2 separate regions of the Mus musculus genome follow, and region 1 is linked to region 2. The links are chromatin contacts, called in public Hi-C maps. All regions are on one chromosome and are shown on one strand. The core of a region is the stretch at or near the end of the contact, and the rest is flanking DNA. Distances in the headings are between cores, read along the strand shown. Region 1 overlaps Slc44a1 (solute carrier family 44, member 1). Region 2 overlaps Abca1 (ATP-binding cassette, sub-family A (ABC1), member 1).

Region 1 (3,201 bases), core at 45-2,544, 350 kb after region 2:
TGGCTGCCCTGGGACTCCCTCTGTAGCCCAGTTTGTCCTTTAACTTGGGGTGTGTGATATCACCTCCTGGCTTAGAATTATTTACTTTTAATTGGTAAATAGTGTTTTAAATAAAATCCAATCAAATGAAGTCCTTCATGACCCCACCTCATGTGATAATAAGGTTAACAACTTACTCTGTCTCACTCCAGAGTCACTGTATAGGTAGTAACTTCTATTATACAGTTCCATTATCCAGTAGCCCTCAGGTTTTGTTGCACACATTGCTTGTTAACTTGGGGGCAGCCAGAGAACAGGGAGCAGACTGCCTGACTAGATGAAATCAAATAAAGGAGAGTAGGACGATTCTAAGAAAATCAGCGCTTTAGTTGGTAAATCTAACTTAGGATTTAAAAAAAACCCAAACCAAACCAACCAAACAACATGGGAGCTGTAAAGGTGGTTCAGTGGTTAAGAGCATGCACCGCTCTTGTTGAAGACCTGAGTTCAGTTCCCAGCACCCAGTGTCAGGTGGCTCATAACAGCCTCCTAACTCCAGTGCCAAGGGGACCTGATGTCTCCTGTGCCTCCATGGGCTCCATCACCTGTACACACCCACACAAAGATTCATACTTGGAAATTAAGATAAATCTTTGAAGGGCATGGCTATTTGTCAGGTTTCCTTAGCACTTTGACGGGGCACTTTGGCTTTCTTCTGTCTGATGTGATAGCTGTACAAATATAGCTCCCTCCAGTTCACATGGAATCAGGACTTCCCATGGTGGGGCTGGGGACAGGGTCTGGGGACATTCTGTTTTTCATGTAACGCTTTACTGAAATATAATCCACAGCTGTACGATTTTCTCAACTAAGATTTACTGCTGGGTGGTTTTTATTACTTCCTCATAGTTGTGTGAATCATCACCTTAATCAATTTTAGAACACGCTCACAAGCTGTTCTCCCACTAACAAAACCCCAGTTACTTCTCCTTCCCCATTTTTCTAAACTCCCACTCAGCCCCGGGGCAGGCACTGCGCTAACTGCAAACTAGAGATTTATCTGTTTTGCAGCTTGCACACAGGCGTCTGGGTCCCTTCACAGAGTGTTTTCAAGGTTTGCCCATGTTGTGTCCTATATCACAACTTCTTGCATTTCCATTGGACAGATATTTCAGAGCTGAGGTGGACCACACTGTATATGATCCCTCATCAAACATTTGTATGGAATTTTAAAAAATTTAATTAACTCTATGTGTCTGGGCGTTTGGTCTGCCTGTATGTCTGTGTACCACATGCTTGCCTGATGCCCTGGAGGCCAGAAGAGGGCGGAGGCCAGAGGAGTGTGTTGGATTCCTTAGAATAACCACCTTGTGGGTGGCTGAGAATCGAACCCAGGTACTCTATAAGAGCAGTGGTCTTAGGTATTGGACCATCTCTCTAAGACCCTGATATGGGATTTCTCTTTTTTTTCTTTGTTTCTTTCTTTCTTTTTTTTTTTTTTTTTGGTTTTTGGAGACAGGGTTTCTCTGTATAGCGCTGGCTGTCCTGGAACTCAATTTTGTAGACCAGGTGGCCTCGAACTCAGAAATCTACCTGCCTCTGCTTCCCTCTGCTGGGATTAAAGGCGTGCGCCACCACACCCGGCTAAGGGATTTCTTAATGGCAAAGAATCACTGTATATTTTTGCTCTTCCTGAAGTGCAGACATTTTCCAGAGTAGATGCTGCAGATGGTCAAGAGGAAACAACAGCCTGCTTCTACCTGTGAAACACCACTGGAGTGTTTTTCTTCAAATACCAAGAGTAATTATTCAGACATTTGGGAATTACCTATGAAATCAAAACATAAAATGCTTTAATATGTTTTCTTGGTTAGGATCTGTAATTTTCTTATAATAAAAGGGCTAACTGTATAAAATGTGATCAAGATCTTTTTTCCTATAATTCTTACACATTTCCTTTCCCTGTCTCCCCCTACCCCCCCCCCTTTTCCACATAGGATATTTCAGTGTCATTGGGTAGAGTAGCCATGGCTTATTTGCTTAACTGAAAAGAGAGGCCCAAAGGTGAGGATCAAGCGATGGATTCCCATCTGGTCCAGCATAGCTTTTTCCCATGGTAATGACCAAAGGAATAGATTCGTAAAATCATCATGTTCATTATGGGTTTCAGAACTAGTGTTCCCCCGACCTTCGTTAAAAATTTAAGACCTTCCAACATCTACACATCCCAGGACATGACATACACACCTTCAGCTGTGAAGATGAACTAATAATCTATCATAATCACACCGTCAGCTCCCACATTGTACATCATGTGAAAGCCAGTGTTCTCTTGTCTCTTGATCACAGTTGTGCACCCATTTATTTCTTCTTGGCTTTGCAAGCCTGAGTTTTACTTGATGTTACATCGTGGGGCGGTCTCACAGGTGTTTGGGGTGAGTATTTGTGGGAGTCCCTTTCTTTGATGCCGCCTAGAGCAGTTTCCTGGACTGCACTGGCAAAGGGCATGAAGAGCGGTGCGGAGGTGACGATGGGAAGAGAAGCTGGAGTTTGAGCAGGTGGGGGCTCCTTTCCCTGCTGTGCCAGCGTTTTCTCCTCACACTCCTGCCCCTCATTCTCCAGGAAGAGCCTTACTTCTGCCCAGCCTATTTTTAGCATGAAACTTTCTAATGAACTTTGAAGTGTTCTGATCTGTCTTCAGTGTCAGGTAGATTAACTTAAACATTTCTTTCTGATGGTTTTGATGTTGTGTCCCTTTGTAGTTGACGTTTATACCAAGAAAGTAGAAAAAGACTAATCTGGAGAAGTGGGAGCCAACATTCTCTTTCTTCCTCCATAATTAAATGGTATTAATGAAACTTGAGACAGAAAATACATTATAAGTCAGATTTAGTCCCCTCCCCTTCCCTGGCTTTCATATTTGCATGTATTGTTTTACATAGCTCTCAAACCAGAGTATCGATTGAAATTTCATCCCATGTTTTTATGCAACCTTTATCATAATCATCTTTATGTTACTATACAGTTTTCTTAATTATTTTTATGATTGCTTAATATACCATTTTCATATTGAACAGTTTTCTATTGTCTAGCTAATTTCTAATTATTTCTCATAATATAACAGTGCACTGAACATATTATGCACAGTTATTATTCTGTTGTAGATTATTTCAGTTGGGTTCTTGAAGTATATTGCCAAATTACTTTCTGAAAGTGACTAAC
Region 2 (3,189 bases), core at 16-2,515:
TTATCAGAGAGGCTGAACTCAAACACTTCCTGCCTGTGTGACCATGAACCTCACTTGGCCCCTTTCTTTGTTCTCTCTTAACCTCAGTTTCTTAGACATCAAATGGAGTTGGGGCCAACAAGAAGGTTTAGCAAGAACAGTACCTGCCACCAAGCCTGGCACCCCAATCTCAGTCCATGAGACACACGTGGGATGACTTCCACAAGCTGTCCTGTCCCTTCACACCCAGCCCACCTCACACACATACAAAATAAAGTGTAATAATGTTTTTAAAAGAATATGGAAATAGTAACATTCATAAGTTGATGTAGAATGCAATGATTAAGAGTATGAACAAGAGACTGGAGCTAGGAAGATGGCTCACTCAATAAAACACCTACTGGGCAAGCGCAAGGAACTGAGTATTCACCCCCAACATCAAGGTCAAAAGTCATGAACCATCCATGCCCTCAGTGCTGGGGAGATGGACAAAGGCTCAAGGCTTGCTGGCCAGTTGGTGTATCCAAATCAGTGAGCTCCTTGTTCAGTGAGAGATCCTAAATTCAATACTGATGTCTGCCCTCTAAAACGAGTACACACAATACACACACACAGACACATACACACACACACACACACACACACACACCACTCACTCACTGAAGACCCAGAGCTGGTTAGTTGGGAGTGTTTACATGAGAAGGTGTGGTCCCAGTTAGAATGTGAACATCAGGGAAGCCAGAAAGCTGTAGTCAACAAAGGGCCAAAGGAGTTCTCTCATTGCTGGACGAAAGTATCTGATCTGCGGAGCCCAGCTTCCTGATTGGCCGGAGAGGCAGCCAGCCGCCTGCCATGTCCCTGGAGCTTTGGGCACAGTGAAGCAGGGCAAAGGGGAGGAGAGAGGGAAAACAAAATAAAAGGCTGGTGTCTAAAAAGAGCAAACAGATGAGATGCATCTGTGGGCTGGGACAGAGTGAGACACAATCCTGGGTTTCTTGCTATTCATCTGGGTCAAGTCACTACAGCCAAGCTAAGGAAACAGCACAGGCAGATAGAAGTTAGAGAGAAGCCTAACTCTGGGGGGGGGGGGGGGGGGGGTCTTCCTGGTCATGGAAGCGTTCGCTCTCCCACCTGCCTGCTGGAACCCAGGAGCAGAGGAGGAGGAAGAGGAGGAGGAAGGAGGAGGGCGAGGGAAACAACAGAGGAAGGCAGAGGAGGAAAACCCTGGCAGCAGCCACTGGGGTTACTCTCGGTCAGTGCCCTCTCTAAGCCCCAGCTTAAGTTTCAAGTTCTCTGCAGTCTTGTGCTCTATACAAAAGGAACCACAGCCATCAACAGCTTGAGACGTGGGTGGAGGAGAGAAATGGGGAAAAGGAGAAGCAGAGAAAGAAGCCTTGCCAGCAGCCCCAGCCTGCATACCCTTCTTAAATGGACCCCCTAGGCAGCAGCAGGGTGGAGTAGAGGTGGGGTTGAGGTCTCCTAGCCCTGGCTGGTCAAATGAGCAAAGACTTGGGGGTGGGGGGCTGGATGACAGTCTTGTGGTTCTATTTAGCCTATTTGATTAGTCTTATAAACAAGACTTTGGAATATTTTCAGCTACAAAGGGGCTGGAAATAATCACACCTGTTTATTAGTTGGTTGGTTACTTAGTTCCTTTCTGAGTCTCACGGCTTCCAATTCCTCATTCTCCTACTTCCACCTCCACAAGCTGCCATTATAAACACACCATCATGCCCAACTTCGGGTATCTGTTGCTTTGGTTCATTTTGTGGTGCTGGGCCTGTGAGATGTCTCCAGAAGACTTTGTGGGGTGCTCTGGAGAGAAGGAATAGTAGCTGGGTGGATATGCCCTGGGGAACCTGTGAGCGTGGACGAGGGTGAGCCAGACTGTGGGCACACATGCCTTGAGACCTCCATGGTGGTCACGGGGCCCCGGAGAATTTTCTTGCCCTGCAGTGAAGGCTTTCTCAACAGCACAGAAGAAGTGCTAATTGGAGTCTAATGAACCTGGGTCACATTTCCATTACAGAATGTTCTACTTCTGTGGACATTGGAAGTCACTTTTCAGGCCCTCCAAGTTTCTGGGTTCCGAAAGCACTAATAACACCAAGCATGGCTTACAGTGCACAAGAAAATATAAACTGGAGACTAAATATAGTCAAAATACATGCTGATAAAATCGTCATGGCAATTAGATGACCAGTTCCCAAGAGACCTGACTATTCGTGGCTATACACCCTGAACCGTTTGCTGCCAAAACCTCGTCTTTAGACCAACAGAAATTGTACAACTTTAGACACTGTATGCTGTTTAAATTATTTGGTGCATCAGTTAAATGTCTACTGTATCACAGTACCAGTGCTAAGGATAAAAGGGGAAAAAACCTAGTTAGTGCTTCCCAAAGGCAGGGACAAAAGGGGTATCGTATGACATAATCCCGGCCCTTGCTATCCAAGAGATTGTGGGCATCCAGTAAGAACAGAGCAGCCCTGTGTGCTATTGAGAATCAGTCACAATTGAGATGACAGCAGGAAGGAAACACCTTTCCCCAGATCCATGCTCTAAGGCAGCCACTGGCTGACAGGAGAAGAATGCTGGGAAACTGGAGGCCTCCCAGGAAATCAGTCATCAGAGAGAGTCCTCTCAGACGAGCTTACGATTTTTATGAAAGCGCTTTTTAAAAAGATTGAAGAGACACACACACACACATATACATAGATGAAAGCAAACACTCATAAAACAATATAAATCTTCTTTTTAAAGACCTTGAGGGGTGGGCTCATTCTTCTGTCTCTTCTACCAAGTTAAGAGTCAAAAGAGCCCTCCAGGAGACGGTAGCCCACAACAGAACTTGGACGTCTGGGATTCTTAGAAACCATTTCTATCAGGTAAAATTACTGAGCCTTGGGTATTTTCTTATGGAAGCTAGAATGGATTAAACAAATAAGCATGCCTTCCTAACAAGAGGGAAGCTGCTAGAACCCTCTGGGATGAGAGCTTGAGTCATCTAGCAAGAGTCTGGGTGGTAAGGAGGAGCCATTGAGGGCTGTGGCTCTCACTGGCCAGCAGGTGGGGCCTGAGACAGCAGGTTGGCTGAGATAGCTGGAGGAAAATGAGAGGGAATACTGAGGTGCTAACACTGGTCCAAATGAGTTCTGAACCTAAGGAGAAACAAAACTCAGGAAGCCCATATGAGGAAAAAACAAGAAG

Evidence for each region. A called contact is a pair of places that touch in the nucleus more often than the background predicts.
Region 1: a Hi-C map of bone marrow-derived macrophages shows a contact between it and region 2, with 15 read pairs. The contact joins two enhancer-like sites. A contact is called at or near these places in 2 of 15 datasets of contacts at CTCF or cohesin (the NIH/3T3 cell line and pro-B cells), 13 of 484 Hi-C or Micro-C datasets (the 3T3-L1 cell line, 3T3-L1-derived adipocytes, B cells and 8 more), 5 of 115 datasets of contacts at active chromatin or transcription factors (bone marrow-derived macrophages, embryonic stem cells, extraembryonic endoderm stem cells and 2 more) and 1 of 9 other capture datasets (embryonic stem cells).

The regions. Positions count from the first base shown.
Region 1 is chr4:53,468,302-53,471,502 of GRCm38.p6, forward strand. All of the region lies in intron 1 of Slc44a1 (solute carrier family 44, member 1), which reads left to right. Among named protein-coding and RNA genes, the nearest start is that of Slc44a1, 29 kb to the left of the region's middle. Within about 2 kb of position 1,295, at least 54 of the 459 cell types and tissues checked have an H3K27ac peak or open chromatin away from gene starts, as enhancers often do. A contact at or near this core is called in bone marrow-derived macrophages, where this site is marked.
Region 2 is chr4:53,114,771-53,117,959 of GRCm38.p6, forward strand. The region is part of intron 5 of Abca1 (ATP-binding cassette, sub-family A (ABC1), member 1); the gene reads right to left. Among named protein-coding and RNA genes, the nearest start is that of Abca1, 44 kb to the right of the region's middle. Within about 2 kb of position 1,266, at least 99 of the 459 cell types and tissues checked have an H3K27ac peak or open chromatin away from gene starts, as enhancers often do. A contact at or near this core is called in bone marrow-derived macrophages, where this site is marked.